Regions from separate parts of the Zea mays genome. Here region 2 is linked to region 1. The links are chromatin contacts, called in public Hi-C maps. All regions are on one chromosome and are shown on one strand. The core of a region is the stretch at or near the end of the contact, and the rest is flanking DNA. Distances in the headings are between cores, read along the strand shown.

Evidence for each region. Hi-C and Micro-C count contacts between places; a contact is called where the count stands out from the background.
Region 2: a Hi-C map of leaf mesophyll shows a contact between it and region 1, with 2.7 times the contacts expected there. The contact joins the promoter of LOC103640889 here to the promoter of LOC100276170 in region 1. A contact is called at or near these places in 5 of 25 Hi-C or Micro-C datasets (ear, leaf, leaf mesophyll and 1 more).

The regions. Positions count from the first base shown.
Region 1 is chr10:15,645,717-15,649,984 of Zm-B73-REFERENCE-NAM-5.0, reverse strand. It overlaps LOC100276170, which reads left to right and starts at 2,062. Exons shown (of 8, transcript NM_001150020.2): 1 at 2,062-2,248; 2 at 2,897-2,972; 3 at 3,137-3,210; 4 at 3,333-3,535. The coding sequence starts at 2,156.
Region 2 is chr10:16,172,717-16,176,708 of Zm-B73-REFERENCE-NAM-5.0, reverse strand. It overlaps LOC103640889 (thioredoxin M-type, chloroplastic-like), which reads left to right and starts at 1,645. Exons shown (of 2, transcript XM_008664343.3): 1 at 1,645-2,078; 2 at 2,181-2,688. The coding sequence starts at 1,880. The coding sequence ends at 2,506. LOC100279192 reads right to left here. Exons shown (of 9, transcript NM_001152216.1): 9 at 3,533-3,992.

The DNA of each region.
Region 1 (4,268 bases), core at 813-3,312:
TGGCTCCACGCTGTCAAGGAGGTCCATTTGGTGGTCCCAGAAGTCGGAGGAGGGTAGAAGATACAAGCTTTCGGTCGCTACTACGTCGATGCTAGAAGCGAAGGGTGAAGGGAGGTGGCGGCGGCTTGCTCGCGGGGCAGAGTAGGCGGGCCAGACCGCCAGACCCGACCGCGCACGAAACGATCCATGCTGTAACAGGAGAAGAGCACCCGACTGCCTTTCCTCCCCCGCCTGGCCGCCTGCAACCACGCGCCAGATCCCGATCTTGCTGCGATCCATGGCGTCATCTCCGCAGCCGCCGCCGTCGTTCGCCGCGCAAAACCCTACCGCGCAGGGCTCAAGCCAAGGGCTACCAGGCTCCGGGGTGGGGGCTCTCTCCGGGGCGTTCGCCAACCTCTAGATCTCCCGCGGCACGGCCCCACCACCCACCTTAGCCGCGTGTCCGGGCCCTCCACCGTCCGCTGCCCGTCCTGCCTTCCCTGGCAGCCCACCCACACCGCCGTTCGTGCGGGCGCCGACGCCGTCAACTTCCGCCTCGCCGCCCTTTGGCGGAGAGCCTGGGTAATGTCCCAGCCATCGCACCGTTCGGAGGGCCTCCAGGTGCGTCGTCTCAGCCGTTGCTGCCGTTCGGTGTCCCCCCAGGTGGTGTCCCAAGCCCCTTCCCCGTTTGGAGGCCCTTCTGCGACGGCATCGCAAGCGTCTTCGCCTTTTGTTGGTCACTCTGTTGCTGCGTCTCAGGGGGATGTGCCACGCGCAGAGGGGAGACGGAGGGTTTCGCGGCAGCGGGCGTGCGGGCTTGAGGGCGTGCGAGATGCGCGGTGGCGGATTTCGTGGCGTGCGGGCGTGTGGGCGGTGCGGTAGCGGAGGGTTTTGCGGCAGAGGGCATGCGGGCTTGAGGGCGTGCGAGATGCGCGGCGGCGGATTTCGCGGCGGTGGAGGCGGGCATGGGGGCGTTCGGTTGCGGCGGGCTTCGCGGGGGCTGGCAGACGTGCGGTAGCGGGGGCATTGGGTAGCGACGAGGGCAGTCTACAATACCTCCTTAATAGTTAGTACAGATTAAAGCATGTCTTTAATGACCTTCGTCTAATGAGCATTATCCTCACATGGGGATAACGCTTCGGAAGACGAAGATCCCTTATCCATAACGATTGTGTTGCCTTGTTCTTGATTCATAGCATTTGAGAACAAGTGATCAATATCTTACTTAGAAACTCTGAGGTTGATCTTATAAACCTGTGAATAAAAAACTAGACAAATTAGTTAGTTTATAGGGTTGTAATGGTCATCAAGCACCAAAAAAAATACAAAAATGGTTTGAGGTTATTTCCCTTTCACCACCCGACCGGACCCACTCGAAAAAACCGACCCAACCAACCCGATCTAGCCAATACAACGGGCGGGGTGCAGGCCATAGTTTTTAACAACAATAATCCACAAGCTGGGCACCTCGCGACACACCTAACAGGAAAGCCTAGGCCAACCCTATCTGATCCTAAGCATAGGTTGGATACAGACTGTGTCAATGACCTACGATCTAATCCGAATTCGATCTGACTCGATATTTGAACATGTCTATATGTTGAAAATGGTGGGAACCATTTTTTTGCTCTCGTCATATTGTATTTTTTACTGTTTAATAACTATGCGCGAGTGATTCTTAAATGGAGCTTTGAAACATCTGCATGAGGCTGACTGCAGCGGCAGCCGTGCCATGCCCCCTCCCCTTGCACTGTGTACGCGTAGAGGGCCTCTACGTGCGTAGCGGTTGCCTCCAAATGGCTTCTTACGCGTTGCAGCGGGCCGCGTCCGTCCCCCAGATCAAGGAGAGCATTGTATCGCCCCCTTGCACAGTACTCCTCTATTTAATAGTTGAAAAAATAGTAAAAAAGATGAATATGGTTAGATAATGATATTTTATAGTTATAGTGGGGTATAGGGGGAGAATATAGGGAGAACCGCTGCGGGGGATGAAAAAGTAGATAATAAAATGTTGATGATATGACGCAAAAAATGATATAGAAGGAAAAATTTAGAGACAGTCGCTGCGGATAGTTGTTCCATATTCGAAAAAGCAAAAATGATATGCACGTCACAATAGTTGTTCCCCAGATTTGTTTTGTCACGCGCCCCGCCCGACGCCCGCCACGGCGCCACCATGTCGCAGGCTACGGAGGTCGTCGGAAACCCGTACGCCGCCGAGCTCGCTGCAGCCAAGAAGGCCGTCGCCCTAGCGGCCCGCCTCTGCCAGGTTACGTGGTCTGATCCAGATCTCCCTTTCTGTTTGTCGCCTGTTCCTTCCGGCATCCTCTCCCTTCGGTAGTTTGTTCGTTGGTACATTTGCTCGGGCATACTAGACAAAGTTTGTGTTCAGAGTTTTGTCGGATGGATAAGATTTGTTTAGTTTGTAAATTCCCGATGAATCCGTGTGACTTACTGGGTAGAAGGCAGCCCAGTTCTTTCTGGGAAAGATGAATATATGCTTGGTAGGAGGAAATATACACGAAATGCATTATGCTTATTGATCGGCCAGATTGAAAACACAATCCCTAGCTGAAACTGAGCTCTGAAGCAGTTAGCTCAAGTTGCATCTTCTGATTTTTTTTTAACAAAGACATCTTTTGAATTGTCGGAGCAACCATTGGAGGAATCATGGCAAGCTTCTAGGGTTGAGTCCGTATATCTTGGGATAAAAAGATATTACAGAAATGGGGAGTCATTCATGACTTATACCTAGTAGGACACTGTTTTATGTGGTGATTCAGTTGGCATTTGATACCGAGATCGAGTTGCTGACAATCATTGCTCTAGTTTCTGTATTTTCTTGGACTTGATGATCCCAATTTCCCGTTGTATTTACTTGTTTCCTCTTCCCCTATGTTTCCCAATGTTTCTTCAGAGAGTGCAGCGGAGCATTTTGCACTCTGACATTCAATCGAAGGCAGACAAGACTCCTGTTACAGTTGCGGATTATGGTACATGAGCATACTGAAACTGTTGTAATTTATAAAGAATGTGGAGAGTATGTCTATGATATGTTCTCCATCAGTTGGAACCCTTTCGGAATGAAAACTAGACATGTGGCCTTCTGCATATTCTGAACTTTTGATTTAATTGCTACTCTTGGTTTCACGACCAGGATCACAGGTACTGGTATGTCTGGTCCTGAAGAAGGAATTGCCTTCTCACTCTTTCTCAATCATAGCTGAAGAGGTAACCAGCATATGCTTCATTTTGTCTTGTTATTGTACATATATCACATAAGCATTTTCCTGTGTTTTTTGCATGTAATTTTCCTGCAATTAATTGGTTAATGTAAATTTGTACTTTTACAGGATTCAAAAGACTTGAGAGAAGATGGTGCCCAAGAAATTATAGAACACATTACCACCCTCATTAATGAAACCATCGTAAATGATGGTTCATACAACATGTCGTTATCTAAGGAAGATGTGCTTTCTGCAATTGATGGTGGTAAATCTGAGGGAGGTCCATCTGGGCGACATTGGATATTAGACCCAATAGATGGCACTAAAGGGTGAGTTTGATAACTTACACCTACTAATTCCATGTTTTACCAACTAATATGTCTTATGTACTCAGGTTCTGCAAAACTAGGCCTGCCAAATTGTACTAGCATACTTAGGTGCCGTTTGGTTCACATATTTGTAACGTGATGGGTAACTGATAATGTTAGATTATATTTGCTTAGGTCCAACCGTAATCAGATACCACACTAGGAACTAATACCAGTCTATTCAAACTTGTTAACATTGGTACTCAAGTGTGAATCATTACCGTTGTCATTTACGTTACATTTCGTGAACCAAACAACACCTTAGTGTTATCCTTTACCATTGATGTACAATTTATCTCTGGTTTCCTCGTTGGAAGTCATTACACTCGCATGGAGTCATGGAAGAACTTTACATGGGAGAGCACAGTGATATCCTTTTTTCCCCGTAAACTAGATGCATCAGATGACTTGACTTTATATGATTTGGTCTATTTGTTTTGTATATACAAAATGCAACAGGTCACAGAGTTGAACTGTTTACTAGTACCTTGCATTGCTTCTCCATTCACATATCTAAGGGTGGTAATGGGCCCTAAATTTACACTATAAAATTGAAGGATCGGATCGGATTAGGATCAAACTCTATTTCTATTCATTTTTGAACTAAAATTAATTAAGGGCTCAAATAAATTGTGAAGAGACATTTGGATCGTGGTCCATTACCAGCCCTGCACATACCTGGTTAATTATGAAT
Region 2 (3,992 bases), core at 396-2,895, 530 kb before region 1:
ACGGGCACAAAGTCCTCGTTGACATCAGTAGCCAAGAAAACATAATTTTCATGTATGCCTTCAAACACATGGCCATCAACCCTAATCAGCTTCAAAAGGCCAACAACCCACTTTGTGGTTTTAGTGAAGAGGCCACCCTGTCCATTACAAAAATAACACTATCAGTTTTGTTCAGAGTCACCCCCAATGTGAGGACCAAACACATAACATTTGACATAGTGGACATGGCCTACCCATAAAACTCCATCCTTGGACAGGGTGCAATCAACAAGTTTGAGGCAGCCATACATGGCATGTATGCATGAAAATCCCTAGGACACTTGAGCAAATCGTAGTCTAGAGGGATCAACAAGTCACCTGCAACACAGAGAGGGACTTCACCCCCCGAACAGTACAACGTCCACTGCCTTGCGAAGGAGGGCGAGGGCACAATGTTGAGGTCCTAAAGCCTCAAGATGTTTCGCGAGCTAGGGAGGTGTCTGTAGAAGACTATGACATGGACTAACATTTGAATTTGGGTCCTGATGTACTGTTAGAGATGGCTAGTGTTGCGGGTAAGGCCACTTCGTTTTGTTGGTTTTTTCATTTCTTACCTTTTTCACGTTTTTTGTTTTGACTTGCAAGTGTTAGCGCGAAGACCACTCCTTGGTGGTTGTAGACCGCACACTTAGGAAATGTCCAGCGGAGGAGCTGAGCATGTGGTTGCATTTTTGTGCCTCCATCATGTTTTGTCTTGCAAGTGTTAGCGTGAACACCGCTCCTTGGTGGTTGTGTACTACACACCCAGGAAATGCCTCATGGAGGGGCTGAGCATGTGGTCACATTTATGCGCCTCCACCGACCGCTGAAGTATACACCATCTATGACGATTTCTCCTAATTCCATAGTATGCATCTATGTTTTATCCCATCTAATGGCTAGTGCTGAGGGGATGAGATACTGAAGTTTTATAATGTTCTCCAAGATCTTTTATGTAACTTTTCCTTTTTATATTTAAAAATAAATGAAATTTCTATTTTATATCTCAACTTAAAAAATTACAATTATGGGTACTTGTCGCGTCAGTGGGGAGCAGTATAGACCTGTATTGTTTTGTTTTTTTATTGAGCAGTTCTTGTTGCACCTTACCCGAGCGCTAGGGCTCCTGTCGCTCAATGGCAGTGCGGCAGGGAGCTTGTCGCTCGGTGGGTGAGCGGCTGGGGACCTGCCGCTCTGTGGCTAAGTGTCAGGTCCCCGCTATATAATCATTTCTATCCCTCTAGAATCTCATTTGTGTCATTTTCAATACAGAGAAGAGTCCATGGAGGGGTAATGGAGCTCTGTCTGATTTTGTGTGTCTCGTGACTCGTTATGTTAAAATCTACCTATTCCTTTCAAGTCGGTTTATATTGTAATTCACATATATGTATATAAAATAATTGTTAATATTTATTTAGTTGCTTAGATTGTTTTACCTCATGCTGTAGGTATACATAAATGTATTTTTTTCGAAATCTGGATATACATTTGAAATTTCGATTATTTTTAAACATAAAAAGGAAAAGTTTTCATCTTCTTACCACGTTAGCTGAATTAGAGGCGTGAGGCGGCCCAGGGCAGACAGCAGCGCGCGCACATAAACGATGCCAGAAGAAAAGGAAGCTTATGTGGGTGGCAACGCAGGAGCTGGAAAAAAAACACCTCATCCACATGCAGAGCCGCAGGCCCTGCCCACCTCACAATGCCACCCCAGCCTGCTCCCAAATATCCATGATGTCCGGGAAACAAATCCTATCCCCGCCGCCTACGCCGGCCGTTCGCGCTCACCTACTCACCACATTCGTTCTCGCCGTGGACGCGCGCGTGAGGTGAGTGAGACCACCACGCCAGACAAGAATTAATGGCCCTGGAGACGTGCTTCAGAGCGTGGGCGCTGCACGCCGCCCCTGCTGGCAGCAAGGACAGGCTCCTCGTCTGCAGCAGCGGCGGTAACCTGGTGCTGCCGTCGAAGCGGGTCGCGGCCGCGCCGCTGTCCGTCGGCCGCGTCGCCACGCGCCGGGCGCGGCACGTCTGCCAGTCCAAGAACGCCGTGGACGAAGGTAATATTATATAGGAGTAAGTTTCGGTGCCTGCGAATATATATATAAATAAACTGACGATGAGCCTCGCCCGCGTCGCGTCGCTGGTGGCTCCGTGGGCAGTGCTGGTGGCGGACGAGAAGAACTGGGACGGGATGGTGATGGCGTGCGAGACGCCGGTGCTGGTGGAGTTCTGGGCGCCGTGGTGCGGGCCGTGCCGGATGATCGCGCCGGTGATCGACGAGCTGGCCAAGGACTACGCCGGCAAGATCATGTGCTGCAAGGTGAACACGGACGACAGCCCCAACGTGGCGTCCACCTACGGCATCCGCAGCATCCCCACCGTGCTCATCTTCAAGGGCGGCGAGAAGAAGGAGAGCGTCATCGGCGCCGTCCCCAAGTCCACGCTCACCACCCTCATCGACAAGTACATCGGTAGTAGCTCATGAGCGCGCGAGAGAGGCAGCCCATGTCTCGTGATGTGCCCCCGAGCTGCATCTGCATGCATGGGATACTGGGATCGATGATACATGTGCCCAGCTCGCGCATAAACACCATGTATCTCTAGCCTTGCCCTTGCATATATATGGATGGATATATGATATGACGATGATGCGTAATGCGTTCATTCGGTTCAGGCAGCCAGCCCTCTGCTACTGCTCCGTCATAGCCTTGCCCTTGCATCACATGGACCTGCCTGGGCAGCATCAACGGCGTAGTGTGCTGTGGCAACGCCGGCGTAGTCTGCTAGTGTTGAAACAACATTCATTCTTGTGATCATTTTATCGAGCAGCTAGAGCACACGTGAGCCATGGCGAGCAGCATCTACGGCGTGATCTGCAGTGGCAATGCCACATCCTGCGCTCGCCGTGCCGAGGTTGCGCCCCGACGGACAGTGCTCCACGCCATTGTCCAGATCGAGACCGGCGATGGAGTGTCCGCTTCGACTGGTTGTCGTCGGCGTCATGGTCATCCATGGAGATACAGTAGCGGTGGGTAGGTAGGTTATGGGAGAAGTGCGACGGGCGGATGGAGGAAGAAGTGCGTTCGTGAAGGAGGATAGAAGAATCTCTAATAAGCTCCTTTTGAGGAGAGATAAAATGATTATCATAATCTAGGCTTCAAATTGTATAATCTACTCATAATCTGCTTGATTGTTTGTCATCTTGATTATTTACAATGGATTATATAATCTACACAGATTATAATCAGAAACAAACGGGTCTAGTTTCATATTGCCACTGCTCCTACTATTATTTATTGCCCAACTCGTTGCTAACTTCAGCCACTGCTCACATCCAGCCTTCTGGCTACCGAACAAAGACTTGTGACACAGATACTCTCCAGAGCTGAACATCACCAGCCCGTCACAATACAAATACTCACGAGTGACACATACTAACGTAAACTCACAGCCGGACTACCAACCCATTTTTAATCCAACAAATGAAACGAGAGGAACGCCGTGGTCATGTGAAAGATCAACCTGCTTAAACGAGAGCATTTATCAGAAACACAGGTACACAGATGACACACCAAGATTCACACTCCCTTCAGAATTTTTTTCCTGCTGCTTTCCACTAGTTAATAACAGCTTATACATGGTACAGCAAAGCTACAATGAGATTCTTGGCCATCAAAGGTGGAAATAGGTGCTCATGCTTTCACAACTTACGGAGAGCCATGGTACACAAGAGTACAGACTGCAAGAGAGAAATCGTTGTCATCCAACCTGGAAAAACAGGGGAAAGAAAGACGCCCTGATCTTGCCCCAGTTTGGAATCCGCCAACACTTGCACCCACAATGAGTCCCATGTGAAAGTAGGCTCTGATTCACGGGGCCTCACTTTTGCAGAACACAATGGGAGACAGCCATACAGACAGTTGATGTAACATGTACCGATCAGCGCTCATGTTTCATATTCGCTGTAACAT